Linked DNA regions of Mus musculus: region 2 is linked to region 1. A link is a contact called in public Hi-C data. All regions are on one chromosome and are shown on one strand. The core of a region is the stretch at or near the end of the contact, and the rest is flanking DNA. Distances in the headings are between cores, read along the strand shown.

Region 1 (7,398 bases), core at 2,832-5,331:
CTTGAGTTCTCTGACTTACCCACAGAAATGCTTCTGTCTCCTTTCAGGCCAAAACCAACACACAGAAGCCATCCAGAAGAGGAACATTTGCACACTACTGGTAGGAATGTGAATCAGTACAGCCACTTTTGAAAACAAAATTCATTTTCCTCAAAACTTAAAATAAAAGTATACGATCCAGTTACTCTGATCTTGAGCATGTATCCAAATAATTGAAACCAGCATGTTGATATATCAATACTTCTATGCTTATTTCATTATTAGTCACAAATAGTCAAGATATGAAAGCAGTAAGTCTACAAGTAGAAAAATGAAAAATAGTGTGGCATATATACACAAGAAAATACTGTGTAATATTGAAAAAAATTATATTACATGCAACAAAATGGGTAGAAATGAAAGACAATGTACCAAGGAAAATATACCAGGTTTTAAAATGCCCCATAATCTCACTTATATGTGAAATTTAAAAAAAATTGATTTCTTAAAAACAGAGAATAGAAAATGACTGCCAGAGACTAGGGGGAGGAGAGAAAAAAAATGAAATGGTAATTAAAGTGTACAACGTTAGCCAGGCCTGGTTATGTATGCCTTTAATCATTGCACTCAGGAAGGAGGATCTCTGAGTTTTGAGGCCAGGTCTTCTACAGAGCAAGTTCCAAAACAACTAGGGCTTCAAGGAGAAGCCCTGTCTCAAGACACTAAAATTTCAAAAACAAAAAGTAAAAAGTTAAACCAGAAAATGTTATAACAATGAACTTCATTGCCTGGTGATCATAGTAAATAGCAACATATATGACAAGATTGCTAAAATAAATATTTTTACCCCAAGAAGGTAAGTCTGTGATCAGAAGGTCATATGGTAGCTCATAAACATACACCACTATTTGTCAATATAATATATATTTTAGGAGGAAAATAAATGATAGAAAATATATGTAAAGTGTAAAAATAAATTATGCTACATGCTTTATTTGTAATAAAGTTTAAGAAGTGGGATTGAAATTTCCAAACATAGAAAAGAAATTTTTACCCATGATTGACAGTGTCCACATTTATAGCTATGTTTAGCTGTTGTGATCTAAGTATGTATTTTAACTATGCTCTTGGTTAATAAGTAGGCAGGATGTGTGAAGTCAGAAAATGTCTCTTTATTCTATGCTGTAATGTCTCTCCTTTTGGCTCCCTTACCTTGTTTTCAATTACTTAGTATGTTTTAAAATGTAGACCTTCCTGGTTTGTAAAAAAAAAAATCTACCAACTACCAAAAAACTCAGCCTATAAACTCATTAGCTAATTTTTCACTAGCTTAACCTTTTGCCATGATTAGAATCACTTGTGTCTTAAGAAAGGAGAACTTTGAGAGACCATAAATAACTTCTGGATTAGCTTATTCATAGTGACATTTCTGGTTAAAGGCAGAGAGAAACACTTCCAGTTCAAAGTGTTGTCTTTTTTTTTTTCTTTCCCAGCCTCAGAATAATGTGCCTAGGCAGTTGCCAATTTGTAAGTCTAACTCTAGTGGTATATTATAATTTTATACCACTAGAAACTTCAGGCAAGTATTATTTTTCCAATCTTGAGCAATAAGTTTGACCAAGTGGAAAATGTCTCATGCTCTAGTGAATAATTTCTTTCTCAGCCTTCTAGGACACACACATTCACAGCTGCAGAAAGTAAGACATCAGCACAGAGTCAGCCAACAGAAACCTCTCCCTTCCCCTAGGGTTCTACAATTCAGCAAACATCTAGTCCCTACTAAGCTCCAACTTTGTGTTAAAAGTCTGCTGCTAGGGACACACGGATGATTAATTTCCTTCTTCCCTCATCTAGTCTCAAAAGCCACTTGAACAACTGATCTTTCTTCTCATTAAACTTCCTGGGTGGAGTGGGGGAAGGGGAAACTGTCTGGTGGCGAAAACTCCACCCAGAACTTTAAGTTTTCTGAGGACATCTTTTGTCACAACCCCACCAAAACTGTTTCTAAAGAGGGTCTGTCCAGGGAATGCTGCTGATTTCAGCCCTTCTTGAGGTTCCCAGAGCTTTGCAGCTTCTTAGCCTGCCTGGATTTCATATACTGGCCCCAGTATCAGTCACTTTGGAACAACTTTGCTATAGGAAAAAAGCCCCACCCATACTTGTGGTCAGGGAGATTAGGCAAAGCTTTCTCAATAGCAGACAGTATGGTGCCGCTTGGCAACCATAATATACACATAGTGCCATTCTGTGAGTCACGCTCATGTAGTCTACAGCTGTTAGTTTCATTTTGTTACTGGAAAAAAACAGTAGTACAATAAAGCATTTATCCTAAATTTTTACAGAAAAAAACTCCATTTGGACAATTTTTTAAAGGTGCTATTTACTATCTTCAACACTTCACTCTGGGGAAAATTAAATATGTACAAAATACACTGATTTCCTCATCTCAGGAGAAGGAAAATGTTGATGTAAATAGGTTTTATTTATATTTTCCTAATAAATACATTAAACATATTTTACTAAGGCTTACAATCTCACATAAAATCATGTAATTTTACACACGTGGATAATTTTACATATAGAAGGATCAAATTCCACATGTGAAATTAGCAGACTTTAAAAAGAACACGTTTTTTTAAAACCACAGAAGGAATTCCTTCTAAAAAAGACAGCAAAATGTTTGGAACGCCTTCTGAAAATGCTTCCCATGTTCTCAAATTAAAAATACATCCAAAGAAATGTTCATCGTAAGCTGAGAATCAGCCCCATTGAGACTCGACAGCTGTGCTAAGTTCTAGGGCTTGATGAAAATCCTTTTGTGCTATTTGAAGCCATCACATCCCACCGGAAAATGCATGCATGGAAAATGTCCCAATCTGAGAAAACATGTCAAGTCTCATCTTATGAAAAGATTAAGGCACTTAGATGCATTTACTACTTGAATGCTGCTTTAATTTGGTTGACACAAACCATGGGTTTAAAATTGTAAGTTTATTTTCTCCCGTTGGCTCACACTAACAAAAATGCATTTAATGAACCACAATCTCAATTTTAACACAGAATTGTTAGAAGCAATGTTTACTACAAGTCTGAACCCCTGGTTTTTGTCAGTGGCATGCTAAATTGTAGAGAAAGGAGCTTTCTATCTAGACAGCCACATTTCCTCTCAGAAAGCATGCAGCAGTTTCAGCGAACATTTTAACCACTTAAACTTATAAATAGATATTACCTCACTGAAGTCTCCATTCTTCATAACAATATATCCCCCCAAAGGTAAGATATTAGCAGACTCAGAATTAAGTTTTCAGTGGAAGCAGCAGAAAATCACACTGTCGTTTTCAATTCACAGAGGCTTTTTAGTTCTATTTTTGAATGTATGAAGAGAAAGCCAAGAACCTTACCCTTTCTACCCAGATATCCTGTAGTGAACTGCAGGCTTTTACAGCTAGAAGAGGAAGTAACGTAGTTTATTCAGCAAAACAGGAAAAAAAAACAAAATCGTTTACCTCTAATGGGAGGTAGAACTGTCTGTCAGCATCACTCAGTTGTTTGGGAAAGCCTTTGCCTCAGAGGATATTGTGGGCAAAGTAAATTCAAATTTTGGCTTTGATAAATTCAGAGTTTCCATGATTTGTACACTTCTTCAATCAGGAACAGAGTATCTGACTTTAATTTGCCACGTATTACAGTCGTTGTCTCAGTCTATTCTGAACATTTAAATTGTGGGCTATGCAAAAAGCCAGTTTAACTGTTAGAATTTTATTTACCATTGAAAAATCAATTCTTATGTTTATAAAATCCTAATTGCGTTTTTACAGAAAGCAGTAAGTATCAATTTTATATTGATTCCCCATTTTTTCCCATCATATTTAATTCCTTACCATGGCTTCTTTCTGCTGCAATCTTCCGGCATCTACTTCTTAGAGAAATCCATTCCCAGGACTCAGAAGGCTACTATCTAGCTAACTACACCACAGTTTCCTAAACTTATAAAAGATACTGTGCTTCTAGATATCATTACATCCCATGACTACAATGGCTAATGTTTCCATCTAAAGACATAAACGGTCATGTGCCTTTGCTATGGTACTTCGAAAGAGAATGTGTCAAGAATGCACTGAGCTTCCTGCTATGCACACGCCCAACTTATTCTATCATCATCTTTCTTCTTCCTTTTTTCCCCCCCTTTCTATGAGCATGCAGGCATATGTCTGAGTCACATATGATTTTCAGGCTGGCTATATGAGGTCAATATTTCCAAATTAGCTACATTTTGCCATATTGTCTGTTTTAGGAATTAAGCAATGGTAATAATAAAAACTTCTTTGGGAGTTAGGACAAATCTTATTGGTCACCCAAATGGAAGAATTTGAAATCACCAAAAAGGTGGTGATTAGTAAGGTCACATAAAAGAGATGACCTAATGTGTGATTTGTGGTCTTCTTTGAGGTTAAGAATTGTGTCTTCATATACTTAAACAATAGTAACACATTAAGTTCTTAAAATTATATTGTAAAGATATTATTAGGGTAGCTTTAAGCATATCTGGAGAAGAAGTGAAATGCCTGAAAAGCATTACAGTTTCTCAGAATGGATTGGTAAGGATCTCAAATACAACCTTTTAGGATTTTGTAATCTTATAGCCCCACTAAAATGGTTAGGTAGTAGTCACTTGCAGACTTTCATTTAAAAACATGAAGTAAAACAAAAGCAAAGCTTTGGAACTGAAAGTTCCTCCTTAGTGACCTTTGTTTTACTCTTTTAAAGTTTCAGTAACTAAGACACTATGAGGATCCCTGGAAATGTATTTTATTCTGTACCTTTCCCTTTTCATATAGCAGTTTCTATTTTCTTATATTATATCAGGAAAAGCAAATGAGGATGATGTTGCTATGAGGCATGAAGCCTCAAAAGGAAAAAAGAAGTAATTACCCTAAAAAGTAAAGCAAGCAAAGCCAGAATTAGTACCTGGATATCTTAGATTCTTTCCTATTGCTGTGATAAAATACCCACAAAAGCAACTTATGGGAGAAAGTTTTTGATCGGTTTTGTTTTGTCCTCACTCATAGTTTAATGTGCAATGCTCTAAGGCAAGGGAACCAAAGGGGCATAAGTTAGAAGTGACTGGTTATATTATATCCAAAATCAGCAATGGATGTGTGCCTTCCTCTGCACCTTTTCACCGTAATAAGCAAATTAGACTATTATCCTTTCATTCAAATGCACTCAGGGACTCAGAAGATAGGTAGCATGAGGCTAGATTTCTGACCAAATTACCACTCAAATTACCAGTACTTGAGAGATAAGAGTCCTTGTTCCCTGCCCCCCTTGAAACCTGATGAACCAGGCGACTGCTGGCTACATCTCTTAACAGGTTTTTTTTTTTTTCTTTCAAACTCCAATTGGAGGGACTCATTAGAGATTCTACCTCATACCAGTTAGAATAGCTAAGATTAAAACTCAGATGACAGCAGATGCTGGCGAGGATGTGGAGAAAGAGGAACACTCCTCCATTGTTGGTGGGATTGCAAGCTGGTATAACCACTCTGGAAATCACTCTGGCAGTTCCTCAGAAAATTGGACATAGTACTACCTGAAGACCCAGCTATACCACTCCTAGGCATATACCCAGAAGATGCTCCAATATGTAATAAGGACACGTGCTCCACTACATTCATAGCAGCCTTATTTATAATTTCCAGAACTAGAAAGGACCAACATGTCCCTCAACAGAGGAATGGATACAAAAAAAATGTGGTACATTTACACAATGGAGTACTACTCAACTATTAAAAACAATGAGTTCATGAAATTTTCAGGCAAATGGATGGAACTTGAAAATGCCATCCTGAGGGAAGTAACCCAGTCACAAAAGAACACACATGGTATGGTTTCACTGATAAGTTGATATTAGCCCCAAAGCTCAGAATACCCAAGATACAATTCACAGACCACATGAAGCTCAAGAAGAAGGAAGACCAAAGTTTAGGTGCTTCAGTCCTCCTTAGAAAGGGGAACAAAATGCCCATGGGAAGAGTTACAGACACAAAGTGTGGAGCAGAGACTGAAGGAATGACCATCCAGAGACTGTCCCATCTGGGATTCCATCCCATATACAGTCACCAAACCCAGACATTATTGTGGATGCCAAGAAGTGCTTGCTGACAGGAGCCTGATATAGCTGTCTCCTGAGAGGTTCTGCCAAATACAATGGTTGGCTAAGAGCCTGACAAATACAGAGGTGGATGCTCTCAGGCAACCATTGGAGCAAGAGATCACCAATGGAGGTTGGATAGAAGCAGGGGGAGGGAAAGGGTTAAGGGTTTTCTGGAGGGGGACCATGAAAGGGGATAACATTTGAAATGGAAATAAAGAAGATGTCCAATAAAAAATTAAAAAGGAAAAACTATATCTAAGACATTCAAGTGTCAAAAATTACAAATTCTTCCATGTCCCAGCAACAAACAAATTCCACAGACCCAAGAAGTATTACAAGGTCGTTTTTGTGGTCCACAAGCTTTACTGTTCAGTAGGGCTACTGATTGCTTTTCTCCTAAAGCAGTTTGAGTAGGACCTTTCAATATTGTGTGAAAAGGTAAGTGAAGAAGAGGCTCCCAGGTCAGTTCTAACACAAGAATTTCTAAACTTTGTATCCAAAGTTTGAGGTGTCTTGAGCAACATGGTTTTACCTTTATGTTCTAGGAAGCAACCAAGAGCAATAGAAATAGCTGTTGTTTTGGGGTTATCTCTTGGACTTCATTGGCCAACAATCTGAGGGAGGTTTTTCCAATGCCTGGCACTGAGGTTTTTATTAGGTAGTCTATGGAGTGACAATTATCACCCCAAGTGATATAACTTCATTTAAATTGTGTGTGTGTGTGTGTGTGTGTGTGTGTGTGTGTGTGTGTTTTGCTTCTGTGTGGCTGTGTATGTATTTTAAGTAAACATGAAAAATGCATTACTATGGCTTCTTCAAATATTCTTAGTGTTATTTATCCCTTCTTTTTCCCTCTCTCATCCCCTCTCCCCAATTAAGGTTTCTTCCATTTTTGACTATTTCTCTCTCCATAGCACCTACTATCATCCTTTCTAGAGATCCTCTCTCCACTCCACCATGGTCCTTTTTTACTTACCTGGTTTCTGAGGAAACCCAAAAAGTTGGCGCTAGGATGCATAAATAGGGGATACCATGTATTATTTCGTTTTTGAGTCTTGTTAACTCCTTCAGTATAATTGTTCCTTCTTTCATTCATTTACTGATAAATTTCATGTCTTCATTTTTCTTTATAGCTAAGGATAATTTTGTGATGCAAGAAAAGGGGCAAACTCATTGGTAGGATTGCAAATTGGTGCAGCCACCTAGCAAATATGAACTACTTAAATGTCCTTCAACTGATAAACAGTTAATGTAAATTTTAT
Region 2 (7,398 bases), core at 1,962-4,461, 76 kb before region 1:
CAGGTGCCAGCAGATGCTGGCGAGGATGTGGAGAAAGAGGAACATTCCTCCATTGTTGGTGGGATTGCAAGCTTGTACAACCACTCTGGAAATCAGTATGGTGGTTCCTCAGAAAATTGGACATAGTACTACTGGAGGACCCCACAATACCCCTCCTGGGTATATATCCAGAAGATGTTCCAACTGGTAATAAGTACATATGCTCCACTATGTTCATTGCAGCCTTATTTATAATAGCCAGAAGCTGAAAAGAACCCAGATGCCCCTCAACAGAGGAATGGATACAGAAAATGTGGTACATTTACACAATGGAGTACTACTCAGCTATTAAAAAGAATGAATTTATGAAATTCCTAGGCAAATGGATGGACCTTGAGGGTATCATCCTGAGTGAGGTAACACAATCACAAAAGAACTCAGATGATATGTACTCACTGATAAGTAAGCAGAGAATTCTTAACAGAGTAATATCAAATGACTGAGAAACAATTAAAGAAATGTTTACCATCCTTAGCAATCAGGAAAATGCAAATCAAAATAACTCGAGATTTCATCTTATACCCATAAGAACAGCTTAATTAAAAAACACAGCTCATGCTGGCAAGGATACAGAACAAGGGGAACGCTCTTCCATTGCTGATGTGGTACACACTTGTTCAGCCTCTATGGAAATCAATATGGCTATTCCTCAGAAAATTGAGACTCAATCAACCTCAAGATCTAGCTATACCACTCACTCCTAGGTATATACCCAAAGGATACTCTATGTTGCCAAAAGGATATTCACTCAACCATGTTTATTGCAGCTTTATTAATAATAGCTAGAAGCCGGAAGCAACCTAGATGTATGTCATTCAACCAAACAATGGATAAAGAAGAAAATGTGGTTATTTACATAAGCAAGTATTACTCAGCTGTTAAAAAATGGTATCCTAGAAGTTTCAAGGAAATGGATGAAACTAGAAATGATCATCCTGAGTAAGGAAACCCAGAACCAGTAATCTTATTGTAGTCTTCTTGTTAATATGTAGTGTTCACAGTATTATGCGGTTGTGAATTTGATTTGCCTTTCCTTAATGATTAGCACCATTGAGCAATTTTCATGTCTGTGAACTATGTGATTGTTTTCTTTTGAGAAATGACAACTTAGATCTATTGACTCTTTTACAGTTCATGTTAAGGCCTTGTTAGATGATGCTGAGAAAATTAGATGTTCACAGGAAGAAGAATGAAATTAAAGACATATTTATCACCCTAAACAAAAATTAGAAACAAGTGTATTTAATACCTCAATTTAAGAACTAAAATACTAAAATTTCTAGAAGTAAACTTAGACATAAACATCAAAGTAAACCTACAAGATAAAAGAGTGGGAAAGAACTTTCTGAGTAGGACTTCATTTGCCAAGGAATCATGGCCAACAGTTGATAACTGGGACTTTGCAAAACTAAAAGCTTCTGTACAAAACTAAGGAAACAGTTAAATGAATGAAGAGAAGTCCCACAGAATGGGAGAGAATATTTGTCAGATATACATGTGACTGAGAGTTAATATGCAGAATATACAAAGAACTCACAAAACAAAACGTTAAAGCAACATATGACCCAATTAAAAATAAGCAAGGGATCTGTGCTGGACAGATTTATGTCAGCTAGACAGAAACTAAAGTCATCAGAGAGGAGGAAAGCCTCCATTTTTCTGTAAAACATTTTCTTAATTAGTGACTTATGGGGGAGGGCCAAGTCCATCGTGGATGGAGATACTGCTGGGATGGTGGTCCTGGATTCTATTCTATTCTATTCTATTCTATTCTATTCTATTCTATTCTTACAGCAGTCTAAGTAAACCATGAGGAGCAAGTCAGTAAGTAGCACCCCCCCAAAGCCTCGCCATCAGCTCCGGTCTCCAGGTTTCTGCCATGTTTGAGTTCCTGTCCTGACTTCCTTTGATGTTGAACAGAAATATGGAAATGTAAGCTGAATAAACCCTCTCCTCCCCAATTCACTTTTCAGTCATGGTGTTTCATTGCAGCAGTTAAAACCCTAACTAAGACAAGATCTATACAAGGGTTATCAATAGAAGAAATAAAAAGGCCAAGAAATACTCAAAAAGTGTTCATCATCATTAGCAATTAAGAAAATGCAAATTAAAATATCTTTGAAACTTCATTTTAACCATGTCTTCTAGCAAGTAAATCTGTTTCAGTTTTTCTTAAAATGCCTTAAGTCTATTTTTGAAGGTTTTTATTGTGGAATATAACTTACTCTTAGTTTATACATGTTTTTACACATTTTGAATAATTCATCTCACTTCTTGTGATTTCCATTGTTCATCAGATTTTGGCTGTATCTGCATCCTCTTGCTACTTTCAGTATTTTCTCTATTTGAGCTCTTAACATTCTTACTATGATATGACTCTTTGGTAGAGTTCTTTCTACTTGTTCCATTTGATACTCATTGTATTTATTAAATTAGACAATTATTTTAAAAATTTATAAAATCCATAGATATTCTTTCTTTATTTTTTTCCTAACTCCCTGTCTGTTTCCTGTATTCCTAGTATCCCTACTACATGTCTCACACTTTTACCCAAGACTTTACTTATTTTCTCATACATTTTGTTTCTGTTCATTATACATCATAGCCAGTATTCGTCTGTCTTTAATTTTGTTATTTTGTTTTAGATTTTCTTGTACTAATCGTTTTATTCATTTAGATTTCAAATGATATCCTCCTTTCCAGTTCCCTTCCATATTAATTTGAAAGCAAATGTATTCTTGTTCTCCTCTAATAAATGCCATACTTTAGTTGTTTTAGTTTTCATTTGAGAATTTTTATTCCATATATACTTAATTGGTTTACTGTGAGCAGTTTTTACTATTTGTAAATACATAAAATAGGTGCTGTAATACCTTTGTCTACAAAGTCCGAAATCTCGGTTTTGCCAAATGTCTGCTTTTGAAGACTTTATTTTTATATGTGTGTGTCTATGCACGTATCTATATGTATGTGCCTGTGTGTATATGTGAATATATGTGTAAAAGTGTTCTCATGCAGGCCAATTGAGGGTTTCAGATCTGCTGGAGCTACAGTTACTGGCGGTTGTGAGCTGCCTGACATGGCTGCTGGGAAACAAACTCAGGTCTTCTGCAAGCACAGTACTTGTTCTTCACCACTCAGCCATTTCATTTCTCTAGCCTCTCAGATTTCTTTAAAGTTTGCTTCATTTCCTGAGAATGAGTCACATTTCCTGTGTATGGGTTATGTTTTATTATGTCTCTATATGTCTTGATTTTGGTACTTCTAAAAACAAGAGAAGTCATATTCTGTAGTAATACTGCTACTAAGTATCCTCCATTTTTGGCAATTATTAATGTTATTTGTTTGGTTAGCAATTTATGCTCAATAACTTGACTTCTGTGTCTGAAAAGTGATTCTCCTGACTTGTCAGTATCTGATGTCCCATCTCAGATCGTTCTCTGTACTATTACATCATTGAATCAGATTTCTTCAATTTTGGCTCGCTTGTTTAGCATAAACCACTTAATTATCAGTGGTATAATTAAATACACAGAGTCAGCTGGACTTTGTTCTTTATCACATTTTATGTAAGCATGTGGCTTGGAAACCTGTCAACAATTTAGGTAAGCTTTATTTTGCTGTTCTTTCTTACTGGGATTAGTAGCTCAGATGACTACTTCATAGCTGTTTATAAGAGATCTTGACTCTTTATTAACTATTTTGGGCATATGTAGCCTTACAGACGGCCAGAGTTGAATGTGATCTTATTTTTAATTCCTAGGTTATTAGTTTATTATTTAGTTGGCATTTGGCCCTTCACACATTTAACTGTTTACTTCATGATCTGTATGGCTTGGGGAAGCTTTGAAAGTAAGTAGTAGTATAGGCATACATATTCTGAATCTCCAGAGTCACTGCAATATCAGAGAGCTTTTCAAAGTTGTCTCATTTCCTCTTTCTGCCTATGAAATTTTGAAGCATCTCCTATTTTGTTGTCCCTTAATTGATCCTTTCCAAAATCTTCACTTTATGACAGGACTCTTAGATTTTAAGTCTTCATTCTTTTATGAGCTAGTTGTCCTCTTGTTCTAAGAAAATGCCTGATAAAAAAACAATTTAAAGAGGGAAGGGTGGCTTCTAGCTCATAATACCAAAATAAAGTCTATCATGGCAATGGAGAAGTTACTGGTGGCAGGAACATGAGATTGTTCTCACATTGTATCCTTGGTCAAGAAGCAGAGATCCATTAATGAAAGCTCATTTTCAACCTTTTTTAGTTTGGAGCACATGTTCATGGAATGGTGGCACCCTCAAGATGGGTCTTCCCACCTCAACTAAGGTAAGCCCTCACAGGCTTATCTCCTAGTTGATTACAGAGCCTGTCAAGTTGAAAATAAACATTCCATCACACCTCTATTCCAAAAATGTTAGACCCATTAAAGCTGTCTTTATGATCTACAGCTTTCAGTAATCATAGCCTTATGTCATCTTACAAAGGTAGAGATGACAACATGTTTGTTTTGGAATAAATCTCTTTTCTACTAGTGGGAGAAGTACAGTATAATTCCTGGTTTTCTTGAACAGACTCTCCCAGCATTTAACTTCTATCTTATGAGCACACACATGTGGTATTCATCAGCATTTAGGATTCTCTGTCACTTCTAGGTGAAATCTTAGCCTTATTAAATGAATTTGAGTAAATATACACTTTCATTCTTGCAACCATAATTTCTGGGTATAGAGTTTATGCAATTTACATCTGTGTGATGGCATGAGATAAGCTTATGCCTTGACTTTCTCAGGGCGGAGCCCTGTCTTTAAAGGAAGAAAGGTCTTCCTTTGTGTTCACACCTGCCCCCAAAAAGCTCAGAAACAAAGTTTCCATAAGAGAGATGCAGAAGGCAGAGCAAAGAAAATTATCGTAATTCAAGTACAAGTGACTCTGATTCTTATTGTTATATCCAACAAATGTTTCTTAATAAAGAATTCAATCATTTCTAACGTGCTTGTGTGCTTCTAACACAGATGAAATTTCAGAAAAAAATTAAATTCTGTTTTAAGTAACTTTTTTATTTTTATTTATTTATTTCTTTATATTTTTATTAGGTATTTTCCTCATTTACATTTCCAATGTTATCCCAAAAGTCCCCCATACCCTCCCCCCCCCACACTCCCCTACCCATCCACTCCCACTTTTTGGCCCTGGCATTCCCCTGTACTGGGGCATATAAAGTTTGCAAGTCCAATGGGCCTCTCTTTCCAGTGATGGCCGACTAGGCCATCTTTTGATACATATGCAGCTAGAGTCAAGAGCTCAGGGGTACTGGTTAGTTCATAATGTTGTTCCACCTATAGGGTTGCAGATCCGTTTAGCTCCTTGGGTACTTTCTCTAGCTCCTCCATTGGGGGCCCTGTGATCCATCCAATAGCTGACTGTGAGCATCCACTTCTGTGTTTGCTAGGTAATTTTAACCAGTTAAATTTTTGTTTTTCTGTGAAGATTATCTGAAAAGTGTCTTGCACAGATAGAATGCTTTAGAAATAATTTATTATAACACAGATTTGATTGTTCATGCATATTTTTCTGGAGCTTATCTTCTGCTCTATGAAAGAGTTGAGTGCATACAATAGAGCCTTCACAATGTACGATGTTTACTATGGTAACTTTCTAGAAACTACTTTTCACCTCCTAACTTAATTAGATATTCTTTTTAGTTATTTAGCACTATTTAATATCATTTTAAGATTCTGAGATAAAATGAATATAAATAATAACTTAAAAGAATATTAATAAATACCCCAAATATAATGGGTATAAAATGGTTTTGCTATAGATCCTAATTATATAATGAGTTTGAACAGCTTCAATGGAATAGAAATTTCAATGTAGATTTAGTAACTATAATCTGAGAAGTCACTAGTAAGGACAGAAGGGACAGTTAGGAGAGAATAGATTTAAGTTGGAGGACAAACAAAGTAAATGAAAGAGTGAATGATGCCTCAAAGTGTCAAAGTAGTGATGAGAAGAAGGATTCACTGCAGTAGTAATAGAATGTTGAGAGGTTTCCTTGATGAGTTATAAATCGTCTGTACTTATTGCTACCCATAGTTTCAGCATTATTCTTTCTGCTTTGCATTAATTTATAAGAAAACACACATATTTCATGGCCTAACTCACCATCAAACACTGCAGAAAGCAGGTGTTTACTATTAGAAGTTATTCCTTACCCAAGGCTGAAGCCCTCTCCATCTTGGAGCTGTAGATGTACAGAGGTACATATTTCCCATACTCAGATCAGTGTTCTCAGTATGGGACACAGATTTTGCAAATTTGGCTCTAAAGCTGTGAGATTCCAAACATGTTTTGTAACTCTTCTGTTATCCTGCAGCTGTGCATTGCTGGTTTCCTTGTTATGGAAAGCACTCTTGTCCTCTTCAGAGATATTTGTACTCTGTCCATGAATAAATCCCCTCTGCACACAGGAACACCTAAATTATTTACTTTTCAAGCTCTCTGGGCAGCTGGAAAGCATATTTTTAAGTAGCATATGAAATGAAATCACATTCTATTTCCTAATGGAGTTTTTATTTAACTGAAAAGTCTCTCAGCACAGACTGCTGTTTGCTTGTTACAAATCTATTGCAGTCTTTGAATCAAGATAAAGTGAAAAGAACTGTATGTAGACAAGGAGTTCTAGGCTGGACTCTTCTCCCAGCTCACCCTGGAACTCTGTATGTAACTCAGGCCTGCTTCTTCCTCCATGAAAAGGAAAGAAGATGTTGTAGGCAAATTATCTCTGAGGTTACTTGAAACTACACAAATTTCTGAAATCTACTAAGGATTTGTGGATTTCATTCCAGCTGCAGCCTCTGAGTCAGTTTGCTTTGGAAGGGCTTCATACCTGGGGATGATATTTTCCAGTAGCTCATGGAGCCCAGGGCACACATTCCCCATGCTCCACTCTAATCACCCAGCCTGAGCCCCAGCTTCTGCAGATTTGGCCCTAGAGCTGCGAAATTCCAAGGTTCATGCATAACCTTGCATTTCTCCCACAGCTGTGAACTACTCCTTTTATCCACCCTTGTAAGTCCTCACAGGCCCTCTGTTCCACTTCAGAATTTACACTCTTTGGTGGCATGAAAGGCCCACCTATACCTCTAACTCAACACCTTCTCTCTGTAGCTAAGCAGCAACCATTAATTTGAAAGTAAAATAAAATTTTTGTGCCTCTTTCAATTGATTTATAAAGAGCAGAAGATACAAAATCTATAAATAATACATATAATAAATTGTAAAGCAAGTCTCATTTACACTGTAAAATCTATGCATTTGAACTTGGTATACCTATGGTATCTGGACCATTTTTTTTTCTAATC

The links. A called contact is a pair of places that touch in the nucleus more often than the background predicts.
Region 2: a Hi-C map of CD8 T cells shows a contact between it and region 1, with 2.0 times the contacts expected there. The contact joins the enhancer-like site here to the promoter of P2ry10b in region 1. A contact is called at or near these places in 1 of 39 promoter capture datasets (the C10 cell line), 3 of 484 Hi-C or Micro-C datasets (B cells and CD8 T cells), 2 of 115 datasets of contacts at active chromatin or transcription factors (effector CD8 T cells and memory CD8 T cells) and 2 of 9 other capture datasets (adipose tissue and liver).

The regions. Positions count from the first base shown.
Region 1 is chrX:107,145,610-107,153,007 of GRCm38.p6, reverse strand. It overlaps P2ry10b (purinergic receptor P2Y, G-protein coupled 10B), which reads right to left and starts at 4,081. Exons shown (of 2, transcript NM_001122596.1): 1 at 3,861-4,081.
Region 2 is chrX:107,220,869-107,228,266 of GRCm38.p6, reverse strand. No RefSeq gene overlaps it. Among named protein-coding and RNA genes, the nearest start is that of Gpr174, 31 kb to the left of the region's middle. Within about 2 kb of position 3,211, at least 15 of the 459 cell types and tissues checked have an H3K27ac peak or open chromatin away from gene starts, as enhancers often do. A contact at or near this core is called in B cells, CD8 T cells, effector CD8 T cells and 1 more, where this site is marked.